3 separate regions of the Mus musculus genome follow, and all the other regions are linked to region 2. Evidence: chromatin contacts called from public Hi-C and HiChIP or PLAC-seq data. All regions are on one chromosome and are shown on one strand. Each heading gives the region's core, a stretch centred on a gene start, on an enhancer-like site or on the middle of the called end of the contact. The rest is flanking DNA. Distances are from core to core; before and after follow the strand shown. Region 1 holds the start of Dgat2 (diacylglycerol O-acyltransferase 2). Region 2 overlaps Map6 (microtubule-associated protein 6). Region 3 overlaps Gdpd5 (glycerophosphodiester phosphodiesterase domain containing 5).

Region 1 (5,030 bases), core at 621-3,120, 140 kb before region 2:
GAGAAGAGGCCAGTGGAAGCTGTAGGCTGTATGTGGGGCAGCTCCAGGGGCTTGCCCCCTAGGATGGAAACACTTCTCCAGGGGCAGATAACCATAGCAACAGTCAGCTAGGACTGGTGCCAATGCCAGGTGGAAACACTCTGATGGAGCCCCAGCATGGGTTAGCTTGCAGCCACCAGCATGTGAGAATGGCAGACATACAAATGGTAAGAAATATTCATGCCGTACCATTAAGAGAAGACTGAATTTAGAACTGTGTGCGCGTGTGTGTGTGTGCGTGTGCGTGTATCTCTATCTCATATTCTTGACTTTATACAACATGTACTAAGAGATGTAACCACTAGATAGTTGGTTTACCAGCAATCTTATTTTGTTCCTGATTGCCTAAACTTTCAAGATTACCACAACTAATATGTCCTGGAACTAACTCATCCTGTAAGCCAGGCTGGACTCACTCTCAAGAGATCTGCCTGCTTCTGCCTCCCAAGTCCTAGGATTGAAGGTGTGCATCACCGCTGCCCTTTCTAAGGAAAACTGGGGTAGCTCGTTCCTCCTCCTTCAGTTTCTGCAGCTTCAGCTAAGCAACGTGGGGTGCTTTGCCTTGTATGGAAAAGGCTGAGGTGTGATTTGAACTGTATGCCCCCCTTCCCCATTCACTGAAGGCCTCGGTTCTATCTTGAAGGCAGACACAACTTCTAGAAGGATAATCAACTTAGGCAGATCTCTGTGAGTTCAAGGCCAGCCTGGTCTATAGAATACCAGGACAAACAGAGCTGTTACACAGACTAAACAAACGAAAAAAATCCAAGGGTTTCCCACCCCTCTTCTAAGTATGTCAGACTCAGGGTTGCGCTGTGAGGGCTTCACAGTCTGGGTTGGCCCACAAAAGCTGGGGCAGAGGGCAGTTGGGGCACACCTGGTTCCAGGCAGGCATGTTCTCCATCCAGTGACTGTTTCAGGGGATTACAAAACCCTACTTACCACCCTGCCCCATCCAGTTCCTCCCAGCCAAATCCTGCTCCACCTTGTGAGGTAGATCAGTACTGGGGGCTGGAGAGTGAAATATCACTACTAACTGAGCTGAGTGGGTGGTGTCGCCCTCAGCAGCTGGGGGGATGGCAAGTGATGTAACACGTGTTGCAACATTAGTGAGTACCAGGATGGAGAATGAAGCCAGGCTAGCCTAGGATACCAGGTTGCCTGGCTCAAACTGGGTAACCAGCCGAGCTAAGCATGAATCTTGCCTCATCCTTAACCAAATGACAGGATGCAGAAGAGTCAAGTTCCCCTAAAGAGAAGCTAGTTGTAGTGGCACACCTGCAATCACAGCACCTGGGATGCCAAGGAAGGAGGATTAAGAGTTGGAAGCCAGCCTAGGCTACAAGGCGAGACCTTTTAAAAACTGGAAATAATTGTCTGGGACTCCGACCTGAACTAGCTAGCCGTCCGTCCAGCACAGGGCAGCACGCTTTGGCCAAAGTCCCTTCCTGAAAGTCGTCTTGCTGTGGGTGCCCTCAGGATGAAAGCCCTAGGGATGACTGACACTCACCCCATCGCCCAGACCCCTCGCGTGACAGGGCAGATCCTTTATTCTTGTTTTCGCTGCGGGCAGCTTCCGCCCGACGCTCACCCCGCAGGACCCCGGAGTAGGCGGCGATGAGGGTCTTCATGCTGAAGCCAATGCACGTCACGGCCGTGCAGAAAGCCGCCTCACGCCGCGCCCCTGACCCATGCCCCGGCCGCCGGGGCCAGGGCTTCGCGCTGAGCTCCGGGAGCTGAGGGACAGCGCCCAGGCCGTGGCGGCAGCAGGGCGAGAGCTGAGGTAGGTAGCCGCTGCCACCCTAGATGAGCAGAAAGCCAGCGAAGCGCGGCCACGGCGCCGAGCGCCGCTGCGCGCGCACTTTATAACCTCACAACGGGGCGGGTCGTGACGCTATAGGGCGGGGCAAAAGGGTCCGCCCCGGACTGTGCCATGTTCTTGTAGGGGGTGAGACTCCCGGCGATAAACTATGCACAGAGCCCAGGAAGGCAGCATGGCCTGAACTGTACGGTTCAGAGTCTATAGAATACGGGCAAGGGAGCCGGAGTCCCGGTGTATGAAACTACTCCTGGTTGCCCCAGCGACCGCCTTGTCATTCTCCCAAGCCTCTCTCTCAGACGTTAGTACGGTCCAGCAGCTGGAACGTGGGCAGGGAGTTTGAGCACGTGCGGGACGATCCGGACCGTGCGGGTGCCTGTGTCCCTTTTGGCTGTGCTTTCCTTGGGCAGGCCTAGCCTGCAGTGAGTAGTGTTGGAATTCGTTAGGTTACAGCTGGACCTGACAGTTACCCAAGTGCCGCAGCCTTTCCTTTTACCAGCAAAAAAATAGGAGTGATTGAGTCTTATCAGGAAGGAACCTAGAGCGATGGAGTCTACTACCTGTAATCCTACAATCCTAGCAGCTCGCTCTCTCTCTCCTCTCTCTCTCTCTCTCTCTCTCTCTCTCTCTCTCTCTCTCTCTCTCTCTCTCTCTCTCTCGCCTCTTCTCTCTCCTCTCTCCCCCTTCTCTCCCCTCTCTCCTCTCTCTCTCTCCTCTCTCTCTCTCTCTCTCTCTCTCTCTCTCTCTCTCTCTCTCTCTCTCGCCTCTTCTCTCTCTCTCCCTCCCTCTCCTGTATGTATGCAAGAGTTTGAAGCCAGCCCAGGCTACATAGTGACCCTGTCTCCAAACACCAAAGACAAAGGCAATACTACAAGCATAGTGAGTGATGGACTTCAAGCCCAGTTCCAGACCTCTCTTCCTCTCTTTTCCTCAACTTCAGGGTGTCTTTTGTTTGGCTTGGTTTGCCGGAGGGGGGCAGGGTGTGGGGTTGAGGGTTGTGTGAATGTTGATGTTTTGGTTTTTCTTTTCTTTTCTCTTTTTAGAAATTGGGTTTCTCCTTGTAGCCCTGGCTGTCCTGGCACTATGTAGACTAGGCTGGCCTGAATTTATAGAGATGCACCTTTGTCTGACTCTAGTGCTGAGTGAAAGGCATGTGCCACCACTCGCAGTTTGCAGCTTCAGTTTTCTTTCACATCTGTAAAAACGGGAACACCCGTGATTGTATTGTGAGAGGCTTTGAGAATTGAGGAACTGAGGTATATGGACTAAGCTCACTACAGGCACTGGGACTCATTCCCATTGCCCACAGAGGAAGAGGAGTTCCGCAGAATGAGGGTGTGAGCACAAGCCGAAGGGCAGCATCAGTCAGCATGTCTGGATTGGGGCAGGACCATAGAGACTGTAGTCCTGGCAACGTGGGAGATGGAGACTGCAGTGACATGGGATTAGAAAATCCTCCAGTGTCTCTCTTAAGACTTTGGGGTGGGACTGGGTTCTGGGAGAGCCTTAAAAGAAACGAAAGAGGTAAGATGAATTGTAGGATCCCTCTTGACAGAGTATGAGAAATAAACGTGAGGACAGGTTGCAGTGGGGAGCTGGGTGAGTGGGAGAATCTCAAGCAAAGGCAGTGGTTAAAGGTATGCCCTTCAGAAAAAAGATAGGACTGGGGTGTGGCTCACCTTTGGGTTGCATACTGTAAGGTCTAGGTCAATAGGGCCTTGGGGAAGAGCAGAAAAGAAAGGAGGTGAGTTCTACCTGAAGAGGGGAGAAAGTCCCAGGGCCTGTGACAAATGCCATTAGTGAAACCTAGAAACACTTGCATGATGAGTGGTGGGGCACAAATCTCACTGAGAAAATACTACCAAACCCAGAGAACTGAGTCAACCATAAATAGAAGGAAAAAGATCCTAGGGCATGATGATGCTCTGTGGTAGTCCTAGGTCATTTTATGGAACTAAGGGAAAGCTACTGGCATGCCATGCTCACGGGAGACTCGAGATGGATGTATGCTGTGCAACAACTGTGGGGGGAGAGAGGTATATATATATATATATATATATATATATATATATATATATATATATATATGGGGGGCAGAACAATACACAAACATACACACACACACACACACACACAGCATGGAAGACCTCGGGTCACTGTATGGCACATTCCTGCTCCAGGAGCATCTCTGTAGAGGAGGCCTTGTGCCAGGACCCATGAAAAACTCACTTACCTCTGCTACTGTCCGATGGGCAGAGATTAATCTGGAAGGTTATAAGCCTGGGGTGTAGTCTTTCCTTTAGCAGTGACTTGTCAAGTGTCCTTGCTAAGTCGATAGTTGTTCATCACAAAGTGGAGGTGGGAAGTTAGCCATACCTGTTATAACCTGAGCATGTGGTCAGTGAGGAAGAGGATGAGGTGGAGGAGGAGGAGGATGTCTCCTTCAGGAGCTCAAGGTCATTCTCAACTATGTAATGATTTGGAAGCTGGCCTGAGTTAGCCGAGACCCTGTCTCAAAAAAGAAACAGGAGGAGGGAGGAAAAAAAGGAGACAGAAAGGGTGACAGTTCCTATCTTGACTACTTATGGATCAACTAAAGTAATATGGAAAGGGTGTTACCATTATGCAAGGAGAGTAAGATACCATTATCTTAATGATAACAAATGGCAGGACTTTGGGTAAACGAGGCCCATTGGAAACATTCAGATCCCAAGTTCATGTGTGTACTTCAGCATTTTCCTGTGCACCTTCTCTGGGTCAGGTACTGATTGGAACACACAGAACCAGAACTTGTCCCTGCCTTGGTGGAGACTCAACCAAGAGATGAGACCAGTGGTCAAAGGATGGCCAGGCTGTTGTGCAGGGAAGTGTAAGGTCAGGCCAAGGCTGGCCCTCCCATCCTGGTTGCCATTGCCTGCCTCTGCTGAGCTTGGAATTTACCCAAGCCCAGGAGCCCTTGGTCTATGCCCATTGTGGGTCTAACTCAACCAAGAGGCTCAGTGGACGGTAGATTGGCCAATAGACGTGTCATTTGTCAGGGAACGATAAATGAGAAAGTCAAAATGAGGCAATATTGCTGCTGGATATGAGATTAATCTGTTGGTCAGAGAGGAAGGGCATATATTCAGAGGTTCCAGCATGGGTTCCAATGGAGCCCTGGTATGGCTGGAAA
Region 2 (4,866 bases), core at 2,356-4,855:
ATCCACCCTTCTCAGCATCCCCCAGCACGGGGTGACAAGCACCCTACCATGCCTAGAATGTTGGCTTGCTTGCTTTAACAGGGATTCTGGAGATCCAACTCAGGCCCTGGTACTTGCAAGACAAACACTCTACTGACTGGGTTATCTCCACACCAGGGCTGTGAAGAGAAACTCAGAGGAAGGAAGGAAGGAAGGAAGGAGGAGGGAGGAGAGAGAGAGAGAAAGAGAGAGAGGGAGGGAGGGAGAAAAGATTAATAATAATAATAATAATAATAATAATAATAATAATAATAATAATAAATAGCCACATAGCCAGGCCTAGTGGTGCAGGCAGGATCCTGCTACCCAGCTATTGAGGAGGCAGAGGCCGGGAAGTTCACAGCCAGCTTGAGCAACAGGAAGCTCAAATCTTGGGCAACCGTAATGAGGTAAAAAGTAAGAAGAAGGCTGTCAGGAGACGGAGAGCCCTTGCATAGCACTTGTGAGGCCTTAGGTTCAATACCTAGAACCACAGCTCAGCTGGGTGGGAACCACAAGAGAGGCTGAGGCTGCTGTGAGTAGAAACACGGGTGGGGGTGGGGCAGCAGATGGGAGTCACATAAGGGACAGGATAATAGCCACTCACACACACACACACACACACACACACACGCAGAGCCAACACAAGATATGATGTCCAAATGATGCAGGGGGACATGCTTGTACTAAGACATGTCACAGTCACAGGGATTCCCATCTAAAGGGACCTGGTTGTTAGGTTCTGGCGACATAGAAACAAGCAAGGGAGGGGTCACCCTGACGATTTGGACAGCAAAGGTTCTTTGCATGGCAAAGTAGGGAAAGAAAGACTGGAGGCTGGAGGTCATCGAGAGAGCTCCTGCCTCCGGTACCCAGGGCCCTGAGCTGATCACCATCACACAAAAGATGCCAAGGGGGGCTGGGAACTTAATGCAAGGCTGCAGTCTGTCTGTCTGAACAAGTCCAAGTCTTTAGCCTTGCATGGACAGGCACCTCATGTTGAGCTCCCAAAGCACTGGTGGGGCTGGGTGTCTCAGTCTCCTTTAGAGCCTGGAACACAAGACTTGAAGGTGAGAGCGGTTGTTCTGGATCCCCCAAGTCTAGGTCTGGAAAGGACCCTGAGCTCTTTCTCTGAGATCTCCACTGCCATCCCCAGACCTGGGCCAATTCTAAGAGAAAAACAAAACAAAACAAAACAAAAAAACTGTTGGGCTCTGGGGTGCTCGCTCCCAGCCACACCTCAGTCAGCGCCACAGCATGTGTCAAGAGCCGGCTCTGGGTGTAGCTGGGGTGGGGACGTTTCTCTGCTGTGTGATAGTTCTCATCACTGATATTTTCTTTGAATCATAGGAATGAATTCAGAGCATGGACTGACATCAAGCCTGTGAAACCCATCAAAGCCAAGCCCCAGTACAAGCCCCCAGATGACAAGATGGTTCATGAGACCAGCTACAGCGCCCAGTTCAAAGGGGAGGCCAATAAGCCCAGTGCAGCGGACAACAAGGCCATGGATCGCAGAAGAATACGGAGCCTCTACAGTGAGCCTTTCAAGGAATGCCCGAAGGTAAGGCAGCTCTTACTGTACAGTCCCGAGGAAGCAGGACACGGGGCTCCGGCTAGTCCCCAGGAGCTCCTGATGAGCCACACAGGCCCAGGGGCATCTCCAACAGGTCAGGTCCTGGTAAGATCCAAGGGCACACTAGAAAGGAGGATTACATGAAAGCGGCTTAACATTTGGCACATCTGACTCTGTATTTGAGAAATGAAAAGCCTCACCCTGGTGCTACAGCCCCTTTCCTGGCCCTCTTCACAACCTGGCTATGGCCCTGCAGCTGTGCCCCTCCACCCCGCTCCAGTCCCTGGACCTTTCCTTCCCTCCCAGGCTCTGAATCACATTCACCTTCACTCATCCTTCAGGTATTTTCATCTCAGTATAGGTTGGTTAACAGGAGAGACAGGCTGGACAGAGCTAGCCAAGCAGCCTCACAGGCCATTTGCTGCGTGTCAGGCCAGATGAGGCTGGGCACATACCACTTGTGTAATAGCAGAACACGTCTGAGGAGCAATATAACTCCAGAGCCTAAGTGGGTGGCCTCTCCCTCCTTTTGATCTCAAGTGTAGCACTCAGTTGGCATTTCCATTGTGTGTCAGGACCAGCTTTTAGCTAAGGTAGCCTCCCGACCTAGTTTGTCTGAGATGCACCTAGTTTTAACCGAATGTTTCACATTCCCGGGAACCGCCGCCCCAGTTTCAAGCAAATCACACTGAGATCACTGGTCCTCAGCTAGTGAATGGCCCAGCCTGGGAGGCCCAATATCAGCTCTGTACATCCACAGATGAAATAGGTCCCAGGATAGATGTTAGCACTGAATGAAAGAAGGTTCCAGCTGAGGAAGGAGAGGGGATGGGGAATCAGGGATGGACAGCAGGGTTTGCTGTATGAACTCATCAAGGACAGTGGCCTCAGAGTCCTCTGAGAAAGAGAAGGCAAGACTGCCTCTTCAGAACGAAAGGAAAAACCAGGAGCGAGGCCTGGAGATTGGGTGCTGCTTCGGGGAAGCAGGCAAGATCCAGCCAGAGATAAGCACGTGGCTGGTAGTACCCATTGCATGCCTGACACCTGAGTTGTTCCAAAACTATGTCCTTACCACCCCGGGGATCCACCGTAGTTCATCCCTATGGATACCGACCTGGCCTCTTTCGTCCAGAACCTGGATGACCGAGCATCTCCTCTCTGAGATGCTCAAAGAGTCTCTTGTCCTCACTCACTGCAACAAACCACATGCTCTGGCCTGAGCAGAATAAGACATAATAATTCTAAGGAGAAGGGACAAGAGATGCTGTAACCGTTGTCTAGCCTGCCAACCACCTGGCCTGCTCACCAAGGAGAAATGGCAGGGTGGGCAGTTCGTGGCAGGTGAGCGCTGCTACAGGCTGCCTGTGGATTCAGACCAGAGAAGCCAGGTGCCTATACACTGTGAGATCCTGTCCTCTCCCTGCCTGTCTGCTCCGTCACTAGCCACTATTGTGACTCTTTTGTTAATACTGCAATGTCTTTCTCTAAATCCCCTCTCCCACTCCCTCTCTTCTGTGTTTCTATATGTGTGCTCTGTCTGTCTGTCTTTCCATACAGGTAGAGAAACCTAGTGTTCAGAGTTCCAAACCAAAAAAGACCTCAACGAGCCATAAACCCCCAAGGAAGGCCAAAGACAAGCAGGTGGTGTCGGGCCAGGCTGCCAAGAAAAAGACCACAGAGGGCCCCAGTGCTACCAAACCCGACGACAAGGAGCAAAGCAAAGAGATGAACAATAAACTGGCTGAGGCGAAAGAGTAAATGTCACCGCACTTCCTTCTCTCCCCTCCCCCACCCCCTATATTTAAACCAACCAACCAACAAACAAAAAGGCCACAAAACTAATTAGAGACTTCCCATCTGCCTTGGTTCCAAGGGTCCCAGGAGCCCTGCAGTTGGTTTCTTATGGGAGAAATTATGTTTCTGAGGCCACCGACTCTTACTACTGGTGGCACAGCATCTAGCCAAGGGTCCCCTGGGAGCCCGGGAAGCAGTGTGCACTGGCTGTGCCCTTCCTGTGGGTCTGGGTTGGGTCAGGTCTTAGTTACTGCCTAGCCCAGCTCCTGGTGGGACTTGGAAGTGTCTGCTGCAGGGCATCCTCCCCTTGAACAGCCCCACAGTTTGCATCACGCCATTTTGGACTTAGGCAAATGTTCTTTCCCAAGTTCACTGGATGCTTGCATGCTGCCCAAGTTCAGCTTGGGCTTCAGCTTTTAGAACTTGTGAAAACGTTAAAAACAAAAGAACAAGAAACCAACCTTGGCCTTACTGTCAGTGAAACGGAATTGTGTCTGTTAACTAGAAGAAACCCTCTCCTGGAACCTCTGTTAGGAGTGTGTGCCTGTGTTCTGTGCCTATTGGTGGGCTTTGAATAGTGTGTCAAGTAATAGGCCACTGGCTGAGAAGTGACAGAGAGTGAGTATTTGGGATGCTGTAGATGGTGTAGGAGGAGCTCTGAGCAATGGGAGCCCGCTTTTCTCTGCCCTTAGCATACTGCTGATGTGCCCAACACCTAGTTAAGAGAGAGTGGTCAGGTGTGAGAAGGCACATCGCACGCTTATTGTGACTTTTTGTTCCTTCGGTGTGCAGGTGGAGTGTGTAGGCATGACGGCGAGGGTGGTGATGCACCCTCCAGCCCCGACCGAGCTCTTGCTCTGCTCCACAGAAAGGTCAATGTGCTGAGCATGTGGCCAGTGTGTGTAGCGAGTCCTGCCAAGCGCTTAGCCAGCATCTTTGACTTTCGAAGCTTAGAAACAGCTCTTGACGTACTCCGTGTTGCAGTGTCGCGTGTGTGGGGCTGAAGCCCCCTAGAGTTGTGTTGTAGGAATTAGGGAATGGTTATGAAAGGAACCTGCCCTCCTGACTTATGAGGAAACACAAACTATCCACCAGAAATGTCCTGGTGCGATAGAGATTGCTTCTGTCCCGGAAGTTCTCGGTGTTCTGGGTAGTTGGAATGATCCGCCCCAGCTTGCTTTCTCCTGTGGTGAATGGTTCAGAGGGCAGATCTGATGGCTCCTTGGTCTCTTCAGGTCCCTGCAGTTTGGGAAGGTGGAGCTCCAAAGAGCCAACAAAGTCTCTCCGTGCAGACAGGGAAGGCTTCGTGTGCACCTTGTGAGCCTGCTTGAGACATGTTTGAAAATGAATGCATCAGCACTGGGCAAGCCTTTGTTTTTAGCAGAGCAGACTAGAAATGAAGTCTACAGCATAGCCCGATGCCTGCCTGAGTCTTTTCTGACTCAGGGCCTGGACTGTGAAGGAGACAGGCTAGAGAA
Region 3 (4,387 bases), core at 729-3,228, 130 kb after region 2:
CTCATTACAGCTGTGCCCCACACTTCCCATGGAACATACTAGAAGCTGGGCTGGGGATATAGTTCAGTTGGTAGTGTCTGCCTCGCACAGTCAAGACCCTGGGTTCAGTCCCCAGCCTAGCGTAAGCTGAGCATGCTGGTGCCCATCTGTAATCCTAGCACTAGGGAGGCAGCAGAGGGATCAGGAGTTCAAGCTACATGAGACCTGATGTCAAGAGAAAAGCAGCCAAATGTAGGAGACCTAGGCTGCCAGTCCGACAGACGACATTGTGAGCCAAGTACCCCCTAGTGTGAGCCCAGCCCCCTCTCACTGCACAGTTCACAGGCTACTGCCCTGGTAGAGGCCTGATGCCAGAGAGGCCCTTGTTTTCCACTTTGTCCTCATCTTGTCTTCATCTTCCCTTCTCTTTCTCCACGTCTCTTTCCCTGGGATCTGCCTGCCTTTCCTGCCTCTGCCTCTGGTTGGCCTCTTACTGTCCATACAGCCTTCAGCTCATCCCTGGCTCTCTCCTTCCCTCCTCTTCTTGCACTATGTTCTTCCTCCTCTTCTTCCTCCTCCTCCTTATCTTTTTTTGTTTGTTTGTTTGTTTTTTTGTTTTTGTTTTTGCTTTTGTTTTGTTTTATTTTGAGACAGGATTTCTCTATATAACCCTGGCTGTCCTGGAACTCACTCTATAGACCAGGCTGGCCTTGAACTCACAGAGATCCACCAGCCTCTGCCTCCCAAGTGCTAGGATTAAAAGCACTGCACTGCACTGCCCCTGCCCAGCCTGTGGGCACGTCTGCTTTCTTTCTCCTCCTCCTTTCCCAGACAGAGGTCCCCTCATTCTTGCCCTGACCCTCTGTCTGGTACTTTCCTCTCCAGATGGGGCTGGTGGTCATCCTGGCCTCCACGGTGGTGGCCATGTCTGCAGTGGCCCAGCTCTGGGAGGATGAGTGGGAGGTGCTGCTGATTTCCCTGCAGGTGAGTGAGGCGGGCTAGGGACAGGGACACTGCCACCCCAGGACCCTTGCAACCCTTTATCACTCCTGTTTCTCCAAGGCGCAGAGAGGAACAGGGAGGGGTCTGCACAGCAGGCTTCCCAGCATCCTCAGTGGGCAGATGGAGACAGGATTGCCTGTCTTGTAGGTAGAGACGGTCAGCAGCATGCTGGTGACCTGAGGGTCTGGACCTGCCTTTGAGTCCCTGGTCCCTCCTGCCTCTCTTCACACCCAGGGCACGGCACCATTCCTGCATATAGGGGCCCTGGTGGCCATCACTGCACTCTCCTGGATCGTCGCTGGACAGTTTGCCCGTGCAGAGCGGTCCTGTGAGTACCCCTTAGAGAGGGCCCACCCATCCTGACCTCCATGAATACAAATGCCAGCTTAGACTGTCCAGGGACTCTACCTGGGTGGTCTGGGAATGAGGTGGGGCCCTTGTGCTCAGCATCAGGGGCTGGCTCCAGGCTAGTCATAGATGCTACCAAAGAATGCTCTGGGTGGAAAAAAAAAAAAAAAGAATGCTCTGGGTGTCCATGTCTTCCTGTACATGTGTGCCTAAGTGTGGGGTTCACTTCCTGTCAGAGCAAAGGCCACTCCACAGAACACCACGTTCTGACTCCAGTCTGGCTGGCTAGGCATGGTTGGGCCTGGTGAGAGATGCACAGTGGCTCATGGGACGTTCCTACTGCCCGTGTCTGCAGCCTCTCAGCTCACCATTCTTTGTACCTTCTTCGCCGTGGTCTTCACCTTCTACCTGATCCCTCTCACCATCTCCTCTCCCTGCATCATGGAGAAAAAAGACCTGGGCCCCAAACCTGCCCTCATCGGCCACCGAGGGGCTCCCATGGTAAGCACCCCAGAGGGTGGACCGGGGCAACAGCTGTTGCAGGAGAGGAGCATGTGGGAAATAAATGTCATGTCTGTGGTAGCAGATGTATCGCCAGCATAGAAGGACTTCCTGGTTTTGGTTTGATCTGCTTGAGACAAGCTGGGGTTTAAACTACCGCCAGCCTTCCTGCCTCTGCCTCCTGAGTGCTGGGGTTACAGGCATATGCCAGCACGCCCAAAACATAAGGACTTAAAAGCAAACAACAGGCTGGGGAGATGGCTCTGCAGGGGAAAGCACTTGCTGTAAAAGCCCGGCACACTGAGTTTAATCCCTGCCACCCACATAAAGATAAAGGAGAGGATGTTCTTCGTGTGCACTGAAGCATGTGTGCACATGCTCTCTCTCTCTCTCTCTCTCTCTCTCTCTCTCTCCCTCTCTCTCTTTCTCTCTCTCTCACACACACACACATGTATATACATACATAATGATAATGACTATAACACCACACTGACAATGTTTAAAAGTATTTATTTTCACTTTTATGTGTATGGTTGCTTTGCCTGACACCGTGGAAGCCAGAAAGGGGTGTTGGATCCCCTGAGACTGGATGGAATTACAGACAGTTGTGAGCTGCCATGTGGGCACTGGGAATCAAACCCAGGTCTTCTGAAAGAGCAGCCAGAACCATCTCTCCAGCCCCCAAATTAACAATTATTTAACATGACCTAATATCATAGTTATTTTTCCTTTGTCTCCAAAAATATCTTTCTGTAGTGCAGACTTTTAAAATCATGATCCAAATGACATCATGCAGCCCATCTGCTTGACACATGTCCCCCGAGTGCCTTTTCATCTGTGACAGCCCCTCCCCCAGTCTCCTTTGTGCTATTTATCTGTTGATGAAGCTGTCTCTAGACAGCCTCCCAAGCTGTGCATTTGGCTGCTCCATCCTGCGGTGGTGACTTGCTCATTATATCTGTTGTCCCATTTCTGAGATAGGGTCTCGGTGTGCAGCCCAGAATAGCCTGGAACTCACAAACCACCTGAATCCCCATCCTGAGTGTTAAGGTTACAGGTGTGTGCCCCGTGCCTGGGTGTGGCGTTCATTTTATGCTTGTTTGGTTTTTACCCTGACACAGGATAATTAGTGATGCATATTTGCAAGTCACGGTGTGGTTCTCAATTGTACAATGCATTATCCTCACACCGCAGTGATCCACCTGTCACATCACACCCTGTTTCATTGTGTTAGGAGCGTCCAGAATCCTCTCCTTTGCCTGTTTGAAAAGACACAGGGAGTTAGCATTTACCACTGCCACCCTATTGCAGTAGAATGCTAGAACCCATTCACATGGCCCATCATTTCCACCTGGTGACCGGCCTCCCCTCCCCCTCCTACCTTCTATTGATCATTATTCTGCTCTTTACTTCTGTAAGGTCAACTTTAAAACAACAACAAACAAACAAAAAACCCTCAAAACACCTTTTTTTTTTACAAAAAAATGTGGCATTGTGATGCCTCAGGACACGTGTGGAGATTCAGCCAACAATTTGCAGGTGACGGTTCCCTCCTACCAAGCAGTCCTGGGAATTAAACTCAGGTTGTCAGGTTTAGCAACAAGAATCTATACCTACTAAGCCATTTTGCAGACACTTTAGTGCTGTTTTTTGGGGGGCGGGGGGGGGTGTGGAGGCACGGATAGCCAGTGCTCTCTCCATGTCACTGTGAATGACTGTGTCCAGCCAGAGTCACCACGAGTGTGTTCCTGTGAAGGCTTCACAAATGATTGCCAGCCTTTTGAGTTGCCAGGTCTAAATCCAATCTCTGGTTTGGTGCTGACCTCTAGTGGTAGGAAGAGGTATGGCAATTTACTCTGCACAGGACCAAAGGAGACTCACTGCCCAGCTAGATACCCACAGAGAACAGTGATTCCCATATCCCCAAAGGTCTGAAGAGAGGGTGGGTCCTTAGGAGGGAGGATTCACCCAGGGTTGCAAGGCAGGGTCATGTAGCTCAATGGCTGGAGTCAACCTTCTGGGTGATGATCTGCCCTAGGGTTGCAAACTTATTGTTAGGTGTCAAGCATGAATTTGAGTCCATGTGCCAGTGTAGCGATGGAGAGATTATTATTATTGCTGTATAGATGAAGAAACTCATCACACCACAGCAACCCCATCCTCTCTCCTTCCCCCTCCAGAATCTCCCCCCAGACTGGGCTTTGAGATTAAGCCAGAAGGGACCAAGCACTCAGTCTCTGCCCAAAGCTACTGTAGGCCCACAGGCCTGTGGGGAAGGCCATTTGCTTCTAGAGTCTTGTTCAGTGCCTGTAATACAGCAAGGACAATGTGATCAGAGTGATTATTTGCTAACTCTGTTATTATGGCTGTGTCAGGCATTCATATTCATACGAGTCCATACCCAGCACACTGCCTGTCCCTTCCCCCCAAACCTCCATGAGGTATACATATTATAACAAATGAAAACATGGAACCTTGAAGCAGCTGTGTGGGTGCCCGGGTTCCCATAGCAACTCCACAAAGGAGCCAGAATGAGAGGCAGACCTAGCAGGGGGCA

The links. A called contact is a pair of places that touch in the nucleus more often than the background predicts. HiChIP or PLAC-seq counts read pairs in DNA pulled down with a chosen protein or histone mark.
Region 1: a contact with region 2 is called in an H3K4me3 HiChIP or PLAC-seq map of the 230-238 cell line, with 12 read pairs. The contact joins the promoter of Dgat2 here to the enhancer-like site in region 2. A contact is called at or near these places in 2 of 39 promoter capture datasets (the 3T3-L1 cell line and hippocampal neurons), 4 of 115 datasets of contacts at active chromatin or transcription factors (the 230-238 cell line, bone marrow-derived macrophages, memory CD8 T cells and 1 more) and 1 of 9 other capture datasets (adipose tissue).
Region 3: a contact with region 2 is called in a Hi-C map of the 63-12 cell line, with 3 times the contacts expected there. The contact joins two enhancer-like sites. A contact is called at or near these places in 19 of 39 promoter capture datasets (the 3T3-L1 cell line, the C10 cell line, the HPC-7 cell line and 13 more), 44 of 484 Hi-C or Micro-C datasets (3T3-L1-derived adipocytes, the 63-12 cell line, the AML12 cell line and 32 more), 11 of 115 datasets of contacts at active chromatin or transcription factors (T-cell acute lymphoblastic leukemia, embryonic basal ganglia, embryonic stem cells and 5 more) and 3 of 9 other capture datasets (adipose tissue, liver and pancreatic islet).

The regions. Positions count from the first base shown.
Region 1 is chr7:99,180,843-99,185,872 of GRCm38.p6, forward strand. It overlaps Dgat2 (diacylglycerol O-acyltransferase 2), which reads right to left and starts at 1,871. Exons shown (of 8, transcript NM_026384.3): 1 at 1,550-1,871. The coding sequence starts at 1,670.
Region 2 is chr7:99,314,321-99,319,186 of GRCm38.p6, forward strand. Map6 (microtubule-associated protein 6) reads left to right here. Exons shown (of 3, transcript NM_001048167.1): 2 at 1,369-1,582; 3 at 3,152-4,866. The coding sequence ends at 3,352. Among named protein-coding and RNA genes, the nearest start is that of Gm40449, 12 kb to the left of the region's middle. Within about 2 kb of position 3,606, at least 18 of the 459 cell types and tissues checked have an H3K27ac peak or open chromatin away from gene starts, as enhancers often do. A contact at or near this core is called in the 230-238 cell line, the 63-12 cell line, the CH12 cell line and 1 more, where this site is marked.
Region 3 is chr7:99,447,258-99,451,644 of GRCm38.p6, forward strand. It overlaps Gdpd5 (glycerophosphodiester phosphodiesterase domain containing 5), which reads left to right. Exons shown (of 18, transcript NM_201352.3): 8 at 865-963; 9 at 1,216-1,309; 10 at 1,685-1,830. Among named protein-coding and RNA genes, the nearest start is that of Klhl35, 17 kb to the right of the region's middle. Within about 2 kb of position 1,979, at least 50 of the 459 cell types and tissues checked have an H3K27ac peak or open chromatin away from gene starts, as enhancers often do. A contact at or near this core is called in the 63-12 cell line and the CH12 cell line, where this site is marked.